Regions from separate parts of the Mus musculus genome. Here all the other regions are linked to region 4. The links are chromatin contacts, called in public HiChIP or PLAC-seq and promoter capture Hi-C maps. All regions are on one chromosome and are shown on one strand. Each heading gives the region's core, a stretch centred on a gene start, on an enhancer-like site or on the middle of the called end of the contact. The rest is flanking DNA. Distances are from core to core; before and after follow the strand shown. Region 1 holds the start of Plcg1 (phospholipase C, gamma 1). Region 2 overlaps Top1 (topoisomerase (DNA) I). Region 3 has its middle 77 kb from the start of Gm34980. Region 4 holds the start of Fam83d (family with sequence similarity 83, member D).

Evidence for each region. Promoter capture Hi-C pulls out the DNA fragments that hold promoters and counts their contacts. HiChIP or PLAC-seq counts read pairs in DNA pulled down with a chosen protein or histone mark.
Region 1: a contact with region 4 is called in a promoter capture Hi-C map of hematopoietic stem and progenitor cells, with 5 times the contacts expected there. The contact joins the promoter of Plcg1 here to the promoter of Fam83d in region 4. A contact is called at or near these places in 14 of 39 promoter capture datasets (the 3T3-L1 cell line, the C10 cell line, HPC-7-derived erythroid cells and 11 more), 1 of 15 datasets of contacts at CTCF or cohesin (large pre-B cells), 7 of 115 datasets of contacts at active chromatin or transcription factors (cardiomyocytes, embryonic forebrain, embryonic midbrain and 4 more) and 1 of 9 other capture datasets (macrophages).
Region 2: a contact with region 4 is called in an H3K27ac HiChIP or PLAC-seq map of embryonic stem cells, with 13 times the contacts expected there. The contact joins the enhancer-like site here to the promoter of Fam83d in region 4. A contact is called at or near these places in 6 of 39 promoter capture datasets (the 3T3-L1 cell line, cranial neural crest, frontonasal cranial neural crest and 3 more) and 6 of 115 datasets of contacts at active chromatin or transcription factors (the 230-238 cell line, astrocytes, embryonic stem cells and 3 more).
Region 3: an H3K27ac HiChIP or PLAC-seq map of embryonic stem cells shows a contact between it and region 4, with 8 times the contacts expected there. The contact joins the enhancer-like site here to the promoter of Fam83d in region 4. A contact is called at or near these places in 4 of 39 promoter capture datasets (cranial neural crest, embryonic stem cells, hippocampal neurons and 1 more) and 4 of 115 datasets of contacts at active chromatin or transcription factors (astrocytes and embryonic stem cells).

What each region holds. Positions count from the first base shown.
Region 1 is chr2:160,729,629-160,732,581 of GRCm38.p6, forward strand. Plcg1 (phospholipase C, gamma 1) reads left to right here and starts at 1,682. Exons shown (of 34, transcript NM_021280.3): 1 at 1,682-1,716; 2 at 2,090-2,405. The coding sequence starts at 2,189. It overlaps Gm52567 (a long non-coding RNA gene), which reads right to left and starts at 1,119. Exons shown (of 2, transcript XR_003954082.1): 1 at 78-1,119.
Region 2 is chr2:160,699,017-160,702,040 of GRCm38.p6, forward strand. The region is part of intron 9 of Top1 (topoisomerase (DNA) I); the gene reads left to right. Among named protein-coding and RNA genes, the nearest start is that of Gm52567, 30 kb to the right of the region's middle. Within about 2 kb of position 1,400, at least 97 of the 459 cell types and tissues checked have an H3K27ac peak or open chromatin away from gene starts, as enhancers often do. A contact at or near this core is called in astrocytes and embryonic stem cells, where this site is marked.
Region 3 is chr2:160,450,076-160,453,284 of GRCm38.p6, forward strand. No RefSeq gene overlaps it. Among named protein-coding and RNA genes, the nearest start is that of Gm34980, 77 kb to the left of the region's middle. Within about 2 kb of position 1,751, at least 176 of the 459 cell types and tissues checked have an H3K27ac peak or open chromatin away from gene starts, as enhancers often do. A contact at or near this core is called in embryonic stem cells, hippocampal neurons and neural stem cells, where this site is marked.
Region 4 is chr2:158,766,545-158,769,776 of GRCm38.p6, forward strand. It overlaps Fam83d (family with sequence similarity 83, member D), which reads left to right and starts at 1,555. Exons shown (of 4, transcript NM_027975.2): 1 at 1,555-2,043. The coding sequence starts at 1,570.

The DNA.
Region 1 (2,953 bases), core at 432-2,931, 2.0 Mb after region 4:
TGTCTAATCATCCTGGCTGGCCATTCCCCTCCACTGAGTAAAAACCCCAGGGCCTTTGCACATGCTGTTATTCATACCTGGAAAGTACTTTCCTCCAGCCTTCCCTTCAAAATACATATGTCCATCTCTTTACACCATTTGGCCTCTCTTGAAGTCCTACAGACATAAGACACAGCTCCTCTTACTTAATGATTGGCCAGCTAGCCAATGGCCACCAGGATTACCTCTCACCCAGTGGGCTCTCTTGTGGAACACAGACACTCAGCTTCCCACTTATTACATAGCCTGACTTCAAGTCACGGGGCTCTGAAACCTTGATTAGAAGATAATTAGGATCATGAGTTGTGCAAGCCAACCTCAAGTCCAGTTTCCGCCTACATCAGAGGCCTGTCACTAGGTGGCAGTCAGTCTATCTCAACTCCCCAGTCCCTCAGGACAAAGTTCCTCAGTGGTATACAGAATTCGGACGTTCTTGAGACCACCCTCAAGGGAAATAGCGCATCTGTCACTATTTGCCTGGCAAAGCGAAGGTGGCCCAGGTGGGTGGGTTGTCCAAACCCATACATCACAAATTCTAGTCTCAGGAATCCCAGGGGAGCTTTCCTGCAAGGGGATGTTGTGTGGGACTTCTCACCTCTGAAATGCAGATGCTGTCCAGAGCTGCAGGGTAGCTGTCCAACTAACTGTCTGCTCATCATTGGCCAGACGGCAGGATCAAGGGATGCCCTCGGGTTTACCCGTGCTGTTCAGAGAACGGCTTTTGGAAGATTGATTTTAAGTTATTTAACAGTCACAGACAGGTGTCATGTCTGGAGAATAGAGGCAAAGTCCGCGGTGAGGGATGAAGCAGGAGAGATAGGGGAAGGCAAGACAGGACTGCTGGGCCACGAAGCTGTGCTGATTTGAAGCACAGTGGGAATTCACGTACGCAATTTCAAAGGCTTTAGTGGTAAATTCTGAAGCTCAGATGCAGGCAAGACCCAAGAGGATAGTGTACACAGAGAGAAGAGGGGTCCTCAGGATCGTGCGTAGAGTGGAGAGAGCCCCAAAGGCAGGAGGGAAGAGCCTCAGTGGATTACTTAGGGATGAGGGAGAGAAGAAAAAAGGTTCTTGCAAGGTGTGGGGTCTTCCAAATTCAGGAGTTCACTGCCATATAGAGAAGGTGTAGCGGGTGAAAGGGGCCATGTGATGAGGATGGCAAGCAAGGCTGTGGCGCAGATGACGAGATGCCTGGGTCGGGAGGTCAGGGGAGACCCAGGATTGGGGTCACCTGTGTCTGCGCAGAGGGGAAGCCACCCTGCAACTGGCCCAGCACTGAGTCCAGAGGAAAATGAGGCAGAGGACAAACCAGAGCTTCGGAGACTAAGTGCAGGTAGGGCGCGGGCGGAGCGTGAGGAGGGCAGCGGACCACGCGAGAGGCCTCGAAGGCCACCGGACCCGCGTCCGAGAGTCTGAGGGCCCTGCCCACACCTGCGTGGCCCCCTCCCCAGAGGCCACACTCCAAGGCCACCCTAGAACCCGTCTGTCTGCTCAAGCCCTTGCAAAAGACGTCTGCGCAGAGGGGGCGTGGCAGGCGTGCTGTCACTCACGGCCTGTTAGCCAATCCACGAGTGCGCCCCTCCCCGGAGAGGGTGCGCGGAGGGCCCGCCCCCGCCGCCACCGCGGGTGTGAGGAGGCCAGGCTGGCGCGGCTCCCTCCGCCCGGCAGCCTTGCCAGGTAACCGGGTTCGGCGGGAGGGCTGGGGGTCGCGCAGCCCCCTCGCTCCCTGGGAGGCGTGCACACTGCCGCGGCGGGTCCCGTGTGGGCCGGAGGCCCGTGCGCGCGTCGGACCGACGGGCCGCAGCCTGTGGGCGGGGTTGCGTGCGTGACGGGCGGCCGTGCCCCGCGTTGTGTCAGGCCTGCGCGGGGAAAGCTCGGCCGAACCGAGGTGTCCAGGTCCGCCCGCTGCGGCCTGCCCCGGGTTGCGGGGCGCAGGCGCGGCGGTGGGCGGGGGTCGTCCCCAGGAGCGTCTTTGTTCCCGGCGCGCTGAGGGCGGAGCCTCACCCCGCCCCGCCCCCGCGCTCAGTCCCCGCCCCGCGTCCGCCCGCAGGAGCTGCCACCGGGTCCCGCTCGCCTCCCCGGCCGCCGCCACCGCCTCCGCCTCCGCCGCTCCGGGCCCGCCGGCTTGCGTCGCCGAGGTCGCTGCAGCATGGCGGGCGTCGCGACCCCCTGCGCCAACGGCTGCGGGCCTGGCGCACCCTCCGAAGCCGAGGTGCTGCACCTCTGCCGCAGCCTCGAGGTGGGCACCGTCATGACTTTGTTCTACTCCAAGAAGTCGCAGCGGCCAGAACGGAAGACCTTCCAGGTCAAGTTGGAGACGCGCCAGATCACATGGAGCCGCGGCGCGGACAAAATCGAGGGGTCCAGTAAGTGCGCCCCACTCCGGCCTGCCTCGCGCCTGCCCGCCTCCCAAACACTTGGGCAAACTTTCGGGCCTCGCGCCTGGCGCCCCGTCTCCGCCCAGTCCCTGGTGGTCACTCTGGGGCGGGTGGAGGGGGGCATCCGGGTCTTGGATCACCTGATAGGACACCCCCTCCCCCAGTAGGGGGGGAGTGTTCCAGGCACTTTGCCCTGAGGCCTAAGAGTCCTCACTGGTTGGACAAGTGGAGTGGGATTCCGGCCCTTAGCATCGGGCGGCTGTCAGTGGCTGTGAGGGGAAGCCAAGACAGGGACCCCCTCATCCAACCTGAGAACCTGGGGAACCGACAAGATCTTCCTGCCCACTGCCATTTCTCCAGAGTGTGCTGTCTGTGAAAACTCCTAAGAGCTCCGGGATGGGCTTATTGGCGCAAGAACCTTTGGAATCCTCATGTAGAACTTAGGCAGATGTTGGGGTAGGGCTGGTTGTGGAGCAGAGCGGGCCTACTCATCTCCCTCTTCTTTGGGAGGATGGGGTATGAAAGCTAAAACCGTG
Region 2 (3,024 bases), core at 150-2,649, 1.9 Mb after region 4:
CAACTGACTCCTTCATTCTAAGAGTTCTGTCCAGAGATGCTAGAGTTCGTTCTCAAACTCTCTATGTATTTATAATTCACCAGGTTAATAGATGAGAGGTAGGACTGGGTGTTTATGAATCAAATAAATGTATTTACTAACAGGGAGAGACACTGGACACCAAAATAGCAAAACCATTCAGAGCTATTTGGTGTATCTCTTTTTTTTTTTTTTTTTTTTTTTTTTAGATTTATTTATTTATTATATGTAAGTATACTGTAGCTGTCTTCAGACACTCCAGAAGAAGAGGGCGTCAGATTTTGTTACAGATGGTTGTGAGCCACCATGTGGTTGCTGGGATTTGAACTCTGGACCTTCAGAAGAGCAGTCGGGTGCTCTTACCCACTGAGCCATCTCACCAGCCCCTTGGTGTATCTCTTTAACCGCCAGCAATGGCTTTAGGAGCATAGATGCCTGTGGGTTTAGGATGAGACGGGTTTATTAGCATCCAATAATTGAAATCTGTATATGAAACAAGTGAATTTTGACCTGGGTCTCATCCTTAAGATATTTTATTTCTCTCTCTCCCTCCCTCTTTTTTTTTTTTTTTTTTGAGATAAGGTCTCATTTTTGTAGTCTTAGCTGGCTTTGATCTCAGAGGCCTGCTTGTCTCTGCCTGAGTGCTGGAATTAAAGATTCCCATCACTGATTACTAATAATACCCAACCTGATACCTTATTTTTACAAACACACCCCCACATACCGTCATTCTCCAAAATCTAGGGGTGAAAAAAATGAAAATGGAAAAAAATCACATGTTTTGGGAAATGGATGTTCAACTAATATTTTCGAAAGGTTCGGAAATGTTTATTGAATATGCTTGTGTTCAGACACCCAAGTCCCAGATAGATAGAGACTACTGATTTAATCTATGTAGGAAGTCAGTGGCATAAAACACTTGGTGGTGTGACTGGCAAGTTTTTAGATTAGCTAACCAGTTTGACCAGAAACTGTAAGACACCCTACACACTAGATCATTCCTGAAGATTTACGAAAATACACAAATTTAAACTTCCTAGTGAAGAGAAAAGGCCTTAAGACCTTGAAAAAGACAATTGCTGTATTCTGTAGCCTGACCTGAGCTCACTAACTTTAGACAGCTCGCTGGAAAAGCCTCACTGTGAAAGCCAAGGTGATGACGATAGAAAGTAGTTTTTTTTTTTTTTTTTTTTTATTGTGGGGTTTCAAGGAAACTAAGGCCTGTGGTCCCTACCTCTAGTTTCCTTTTCTCTGTTGGTCCTCCTAGGATTTCCTCCCTTTGGTTATAAAACTCCTCCAAATAAGTCAAGAGTGTTTGACTTACTAGTGCAAACTGATAAGTAAGTACTGGTAGGCAGGACATTGCTGCCTTGCCCTGGACTTCCCCCTGGCCGCCTCTGCACAGGACATGAGTTGGCTGAAGCACAGAATTGCAGCCGCTGTTAAGGACCTGCCATTTCAACTCTGACTCAACAGTTTCTTTTTGTTTCCGGGAGCTCAACTTTTCCCACAAAGTACTACGATGATTGCTGGGAACCTACACACCCTCCACCACTCCGGTGCTATAGCTGTTACTTAATCCTTCCACAGCCCATTTAAAACAAATCAAGTAGGTTCTTTGTGGGTGGGACAAAGCCAGTGCAGTGCAAAGGCTCCCCACCCAAAATAAGAACACTATTGGGGAATATTTAGTTTATGAAAACAAACATACCAGGGAACACATTCCTTAAAATTTCCTTATCTATTTTTATTTTTTGTTTTGAGATGCTGATTTTGTAGCTGAGACCAGTTTCAAATGCACAATCCTCCTTTCCCAGCCTTCCGAATGCTACAATTATAGGCTACTGCTACCTTGTCTTTTTGCCCCCATTTGTTTGTTTGTTTGTTTGTATTCCCCTCCATTATATTTGAATCATGTTGCTGTTTTGCTGGCAACTCTTGTTCAGACTGAGTGGGGAAAACAGGAAACACCTTACTCAAAAAATCCTTTTCCAACACAGAATCTTGAGTGTGCTGAGGAAGAGCTACACCACCTATTTGCCTTTTAGGTTATGTCTTCTAAGCTGATAATGTACCTGTAGCACAAGTTTGTTTTGTGATGTATTCCCTATGTTTCATACAGTCTGGTTGAGCAATACTACCCATTATGAGATGAGATGTCTCTCAATTATTACAATGAGTAGGCTTCTGGTTAAGTTTTAGATTTCTGTAATAAATTTTAATTCTTTTGAATTATTATTAGTACTTACATAGTTGTAAGTGTGAGATATTAATCTCATTTAGAATGCAGCAAAATGCTATTGTGGCATAAATTGTTTCTATATAATATTATAAAGTTGATTTTTTTTTTTTTGAGAAAAGATAGAAATTGGCCCTAGGAGTGCAATATTCTCTTTGAATATTTTGTAGATTAAGCTTTTAAGTACTTTTCTTTCACTGTCAGTTATGATCTATCTGAGGACACAAAATCACTTCCAGGATTTATTAACTATTGTAGTGGCTTTCCTTGTGAACCACAGGCTTTTTTGGACAGTCTTTACATATACTTACTTGCTGCCTAACCCACCCTCACCTCATGCTGTGGAATGATTAGACTTTCCTGAAAGAAGTGAGTTCCTGGTGCTATTCCCAGTGTTTCAGGTGCATGTGTACCTGTATTTCACTCTGAATACACTAGTGCTCCAAAAGTGCTTTTCTGGCTGGGAGGCTGGCTCAGTGGGTAAAGTACCTGCTGTACCAGCCTGGTGTCTTAAGGATGTTTTTTTAGAACCACATCAAAGTAGCACACTTGTCTGCAATTGTAGCGTGTCCCTGTGGTGAGAGGGGAAGTGGAGACGAGAATGGATGAGTCCGTGCCAGCTAGCCTCTATATATATATATAGCAGTGAACAAAGAGACCTTATCTCAAAATAAGATGGAAGGCAAGGACTGACACCTAAGGCTCTGACCTTCCATGGGTACTGTTGTACACATACAACCCCACACATAGACATACAGTGCAGTTTT
Region 3 (3,209 bases), core at 501-3,000, 1.7 Mb after region 4:
CTTTAGTGGCCCCAGGATAAGATGTTCCAAAAAGGTGTTATTGGGGAATCTAAAGTGTTGAGAGAAGTCCCCACCAGCACCACCAATAGCAAATCTAGCTAACCCTGGACCAGGCAGTTCTTTACAAAGAACAATCAACTGTGTCCTCCCTCCATAAACTCTGTAATATGTTCTCTACTCCCATTTCCTGGATCCTCACTTGGCCTCTCCTCTTTGGGTGGGAGTGGAGGGCCCTTAGGAACTAGCAAGTCACCGATTAGAAAGAAGAAAGATGTGTTTTGGGTTTCTTATGTTTTCTGGGACTTCTGATCTGTCCGATCTATGACAATAGTATCCAAGCCTCAGGTTCCTCGTCTGAATTAAAGGGACTCTTTTAGAGTGCGGAGGGTTAAATGAGAATCATGTATGTATAGCCCCTCCCACAGCACCAGACAGGACAAGTATGCTGTGATTATTAATCGAGGTGCTCACAACAAAATAAGTTGGAGTTCAGTGTGGCTAAGCAACTTGCCAAGGTCACACATCCGCTAAGGGGCAGATCTGGGCTAGAAACACAGGCAGCCAAATGGCAACCTCCTTTCCTTACCTCCACCTGAGCAGTGCCCAAACTACTTGATTTCCATTTCAGCGCAAACCCTGAGCCCAGGCGCGAAGTCTACCTGCTCTGGTTGGGATTTTTCCATGGGGGTGGGGGTGGGGAGGGAGAGATGTTGGAATGCACACAAACACCCACGCAAGGTTCATGGTGATTTCATTAACTGGGGACCCTGTTTCCCTGAGCCCCAATAGTACCCTTGCCCCCAGCCCCATCACTGAGCTTAGGGTTGCTCTACTTTGTGTGAACAGAACTGGGCAGCGTTGGGCCGGCAAATACCACGTGACAGTCTTACTTGGCCCCTTCCTCTTTCTCTTCTCCACCCCACCTCCTTCTTGCCGCCCCTCCCCAATTCAGCAGCAAAGACCTTTTCTCTCCAGGCCCAGGGCACAAACTCTGCACTTCCGATGGAAACAAGCGCTGAATAGATTTAGCAGGTTCTGATAAATGTCACGTTTATTTTGGTGCCAATAGAGTCACTGAATCTTAATTAAGACCCGACCCCCACCCTGCCCCAGATGTTGGTACTGATGGGAACGCCACACGCCACAGACTCCACTGACACCCGGAAAACAAGGTTCCTGTAAGGTTCCTGTAAGCCAGTGCTGGGGAGTGGTGCTGGGCTTGGCCCTGTCCACACAGGGACACTTTTTAAGGGGGCTTGTTCCAGCAAAATCTTTCTGATGCCTCTTTTCCAGTTTTAGTTTCCTCATCTTAAGGAAAAAGAGAACCTGCCCTTTCCACCCTAGGGCACTTCCCGGCTGGGGGCTGAGAGCCACAGGGACATTCTAAGCCTGTTTGCTGATTCTAATTGATTCCAAGCCGCAGGCCCGGGGGAATAGGCATGGGGGGGCGGGGGGGGGGGAGTTGGCTGGGAGAGCGGAGCTGCTACGTGGGCGGAGCTGAACTGGGTGGCTGAGCCAGCAGCTTCTAGCCTGCCAGAGAGTGAAAGCACACAGATTCCAGCCCCTTGTCCAGAAAGCTCCACCTAGGATAAGGAACCCAGGCCTTGGAGGGAGGAGGATGTTGGAAGGGGCGGGGCCAGAAGCATAGGCCATCTTTTCATTTGACTCCGGGTAACTGGAGTGAAAGACAAAAGACACAGACAAACCTGACTCTTAGCGCGCTCCCTGCCACCCCCGCCCCGTGCAAGCAGCTTCAGAAGCCTCTGGGCAGGAGAACACGTGAGGTGATGGATGCTCCGGAGTGAGGCGCATCCCTCCTACTCACGGAAGACTAAAAACTCTCTCTGCGTTTTGCTGAGCCTAGGTGTTCTCCCAGGGTTCCTTCTATAGATTTTATGTTCTCGACGTTTTTCTTTGGGTCACAGTTATGAACCAAAGGCTGCAACTGTATAGTTGGAGTGAGGAGATGGCTATAGGAAGGAGGAAGTACCAGAGGGAGACTTGGGAGAAAGTTCTTCATCTGCCTGTGGTAGGACTTGGTAGGAGATGGGGAGTGGAGAGGGCGGCTAGTGTGCTCAGAGGGTGGTCACAGGAAACAAGAAAGGGGAAGTCTGCAGAGGGAAGCAGTTTAGGGGGCGTGGTCAAGAGAGTTGCCATTGTTAGTAGTGGGAGCCCTTTGTGCTGAGCACCTCCGGGGTACTGAAATTCCCACTAGCACCAGTGGTTATCACAGGACAGAGACAGCAGCCGCATCTTCTACAGAGCTGATCTAAAAATTGGCCAGGGGAGGCATCCAGGACTTAAATTGAATACCTGTTTCAGAAGTTTGCTGAGGCAAAAAGAAGCAAGAAGATCTGGTCCGTGATCATTATCGCTACATTTGACTTGAGCTGACTTCTGTCTGAAGCTTTGCAGTGGCCACCTCGTCCCAGCAACGACTGCCTCTGCAACATATTGTCTTCAATTTAGGGTGTTTTTCATGCTATATTGTAACGACCTGTGATAGACTGAGCACCATCTCCACGTGCTTTTAACCCTTAACCCTAGGCCTTCTCTCCAGCCCCAAGATGACTAATTTTTTTTTTAAATAAAAGACTACATCAACTTTATATTTCTGATGATTAGGCGGAATGTGACCATTACAAAACATTTAGAATCTAAATTTAAAAAAAAAAAGACATCCAAGAAAACAAATTCACATGCCCTTCTACCAGATTATACAATATAAACTTCCCCTGAAGTCAAAATTATGACACAAACAGAGCTTTATTCCCTCCTTCTACTTTCAACGATGAGTCATAAACACTTTATCTGTGGCAGTAATTATTTAACCCACACAATTTGATGGTTGCATGGCTTCTGCCTCGTGGACGCCTCTGTTTGACCAGCTCAACCCCTTATGACTCAGACCCTTAGACCATTTCCATCTTTCCCCAATTATCCATAACAGCGCAGTGGCGAGCGTCCTTCTTACAGGTTTTCCTTAGGTTAAATTTTTGAAAGCAGGATTATAGAGTCAAAACTGGGGATGCAGCTTAGTGGTAGAATATTTATGTAGCATGTGTGAAGCCCCGAGTTCAACCCTCAGCACCACACAGACACAGATATTACAGGGCCAGGCTGGATAACTATCACAACCTCTATGAAGGGAATACAGCTAAGTTACCTTTGAGAGGAACTCACCTTCACGAAGCAGACCCTTGAGCCTT
Region 4 (3,232 bases), core at 305-2,804:
AAGGAAAGATAGGTGGTCAGTGTTGGGCTTTATCCTGTCAAATATTTTCTTCGAAGTCACGTGATATCCTACAGCAGCAGTTTTATTACAGTTTGATTGGTTTATGTTATTTATGTTACCAGGGTGCTCCCTTCCTCTGTTCCACTGACTTGTCCTGGGCCTTCCCATGTTCCTCTCTGGGCTTTTTCCTTTAGCTTATAGTGGAGAGCAATGCTCTACGTCATTCAATGGGATCATAGATTATGATCTCTGATTATCCTTGCTTTTAACCCAGGAAACAGAGGCAAAGACACTGTGTGACTGTACAGCCTCAGGCCTGGCCCCTGTCCTTATTACATGCAAGAGCTGGTTCGATTTGATAGAGGAAGGTAGTCTTCTGCATCCTGGATGCCAGAGTGGGGACACAGGAAGCTCTTGCCTTTGGGCTTGAATAACTTCCCTGAGAAGGCTGGAACCAGGGAAGGATGAAGAGAGGGAGGAGATCCTCACAGCAGTACTGGTTTGTTTTAAGTTTACAGAGGTAGAGGCAGGGGGTTAGAAAGCCAAGGTCATCCTTCGCTACAAGATATGAGAAAGGGAGAGAGAGAGAGAGTGAGAGAGACCTTTAAGCGAAGAAGTAGATACCACAGTGGATTAGTATATAGATGTATATGTATGAGCATATATGTATGTGTATATGTATATAGATATATATGTGTATGTTTGCAAGGTCTTCTGTGACCTCTCTTAGGATTGACACAGAATAAGATGGCTTCGAACTCCAGATTCTCCTACCCTAACCTCCCATGTGCTGGGAGTGTGCCACCACCCCCAGCTCTGCACCACTGAGAAAAAAAGACATTTATTTATTTTTATTTAATGTGTATGTTTGTGTGCTACGTATGCATACAGTGTCCGTGGATACCAGAAAGGGCATCATCAGATTCCCTGGAAGCATTATAGGTGGTTAGAGGTTGCCAGGGGAGACAGTGCTAAACCCAGATCCTCTGGAAGTGCTCTTAACTGATGAACCACCACTCCAGGCTCTATCTCTGTCTCTTTGTCTCTCTTCCTCCCCATCTTTTCCCTTCCTTCTCCCTCCCCCTCCCTCCGTCCCTCTGTCCTTCTCTCCTTCTCACTTGCTCTCTGTATTGATAAGTTAATGATTAGATGCAGGGTGGAGTGGCAATGAGGCTGATCACACCAAAATAAGCATGTCCAGGAGCAAGTCCTACCCCTAGTCCGAGTCCTTGAAGCACCATGTTATAGGGCACTCGGCAGGGGGCGTGCTCGGACAGTGCGGGGCTATGTCCCGGGTTGGCAGGGTTCTGGAGCCGCTAGGGCGGGGTAAAGTCAGATTTAAATTCCGCTCAGCCATCAGGCAGTGAGAGCAGAGGGTGGGCGGGTTCTGTCTCAGGAGCAACCAATAGCAATGAGGGGGCAGAGCCTTTGGTACGCATGGGAGACATCCAGCCAATGGGATTGCTGGGGCGGGGCGGCGAGCCAATAGAGCGGGCTGGTTTGATTCAAAGATGCCTATAAAAACTCAGACTACCACCGTAGACAAGTGGATCGGTTCTGGGCACTGCCATGGCTGCTCGCTTCGAGCTGTTGGACGACCTTCCCGCGGCCTGCCTGTCTCCGTGCGGACCGCCCAACCCCACGGAGCTGTTCAGCGAGGCGCGGCGTCTGGCTCTCGAGCAGCTGCTGGCCGGTGGTCCCGACGCCTGGGCCGCCTTCTTACGGCGTGAGCGGCTGGGCCGCTTCCTCAACGCCGACGAGGTGCGCGAGGTTCTGGGCGCTGCCGAGCGGCCGGGCGAGGATGGGGCGGCGGTAGCGGAGGACTCGTTCGGCTCCTCTCACGAATGCTCGTCGGGCACCTACTTTCCGGAGCAGTCGGACCTGGAACCGCCGGCGTTGGAGCTCGGCTGGCCTTCCTTCTACCAGGGTGCCTACCGCGGTGCCACGCGTGTCGAGGCTCATTTCCAGCCCCGCGGCGCGGGCGCCGGAGGCCCGTATGGCTGCAAGGATGCGCTGCGCCAGCAGTTGCGCTCCGCCCGAGAGGTGAGCGGCCCCCTGGCAGCGGGTAGGGGAGGAGCATCGGCCTTCTGAAAATTGAGTCATGTCGTAGTTCCAACTTCTGTTATTGGTACCCCTGGAACAGAGCGACTGTTAGTTCAAACCAAAGTGGATTGCAGAATTCCAGGGACGTCAGCTGACATTAGGTCTCACTTTCAGGAGCTAAGTAAAAGCTTAGTTTTACCCAAAAGATGATACCCGGAGACCATGGGGAGATCTGTAATTACCACTTTTCCACGCTTCTTAATGTTGTAGACAGATAAATTCGAGCAGTCGGTTTATCTCTTTCACTTCTGTGAGTGAGTCTGGTGGGAGATATTTTTAACCCACAGTGCCTGGGACTGTTCCAAGTAGCATTGATCCAAAATGCAAATATTTGTGCTTTAGATAAGCCACTGGTTACAATGGGTTTTTATCTTAGCTAGTGTCAGACTGCCCGATTGGCCTGGGGTGGAGTATAGAGTCTGGCCTGCCATAGATCAGGGAGAAAGGGCTCCACTTGGGAGGGTGTGGCTACAAGTTTGCATGCTGGTGAACACTGCTCCATTCCCAGACCTTTTGACTGCCTGGAACATGACGGGCAAAGCCTCAGACCATGTCAAGACTTAGTAGGCCTGGCACCGCTATATGTTAGGGTGCGGATCAGGTTGACATCACCAAGTCTAGGAGCAAGTTTGCGTTCTGTTTTTGTCTTTTGTTTTTTGTTTTCCTCTCTGCAAGACAAGGTCACTGTAACCCAGGCTTACCTGGAACTTACAGGCTTCAATTTCAGGCAATCCTCCTGCCTCTGCCTTCCTAGTGCCAAAGCCAAAGTTCTGATGCTGGTTCTGTACCTGACAGGCAGGACTTTGAGGATAAGAGTGTAGGTGACCAAGCTGTTCAGGGAATAGTATGGCTATGGCTGGATTCATGTTAATCCTGTGAGCTTTGGGTGGGCTGAGGGTCCGTTTGATGCTGGAAATGTTTCACTTGTGAGTTCAGTACAAAATTATAAAGCGTTTGGAAGAGGCAAAATTGTGGGCTAAGGGTGCATGCCCAAAGCTTCCCTCTGGGAGGAGAATTTGAGCACTCCTTGGGGACACCTTGAGAAGGAAAGACCTGGTCTCCAGGAAAGGCAGAGGTGTGGGCTGCTCTAACCTTTTGCTCAGTTGGGTGAAGGCACTAGAGCTAGAGG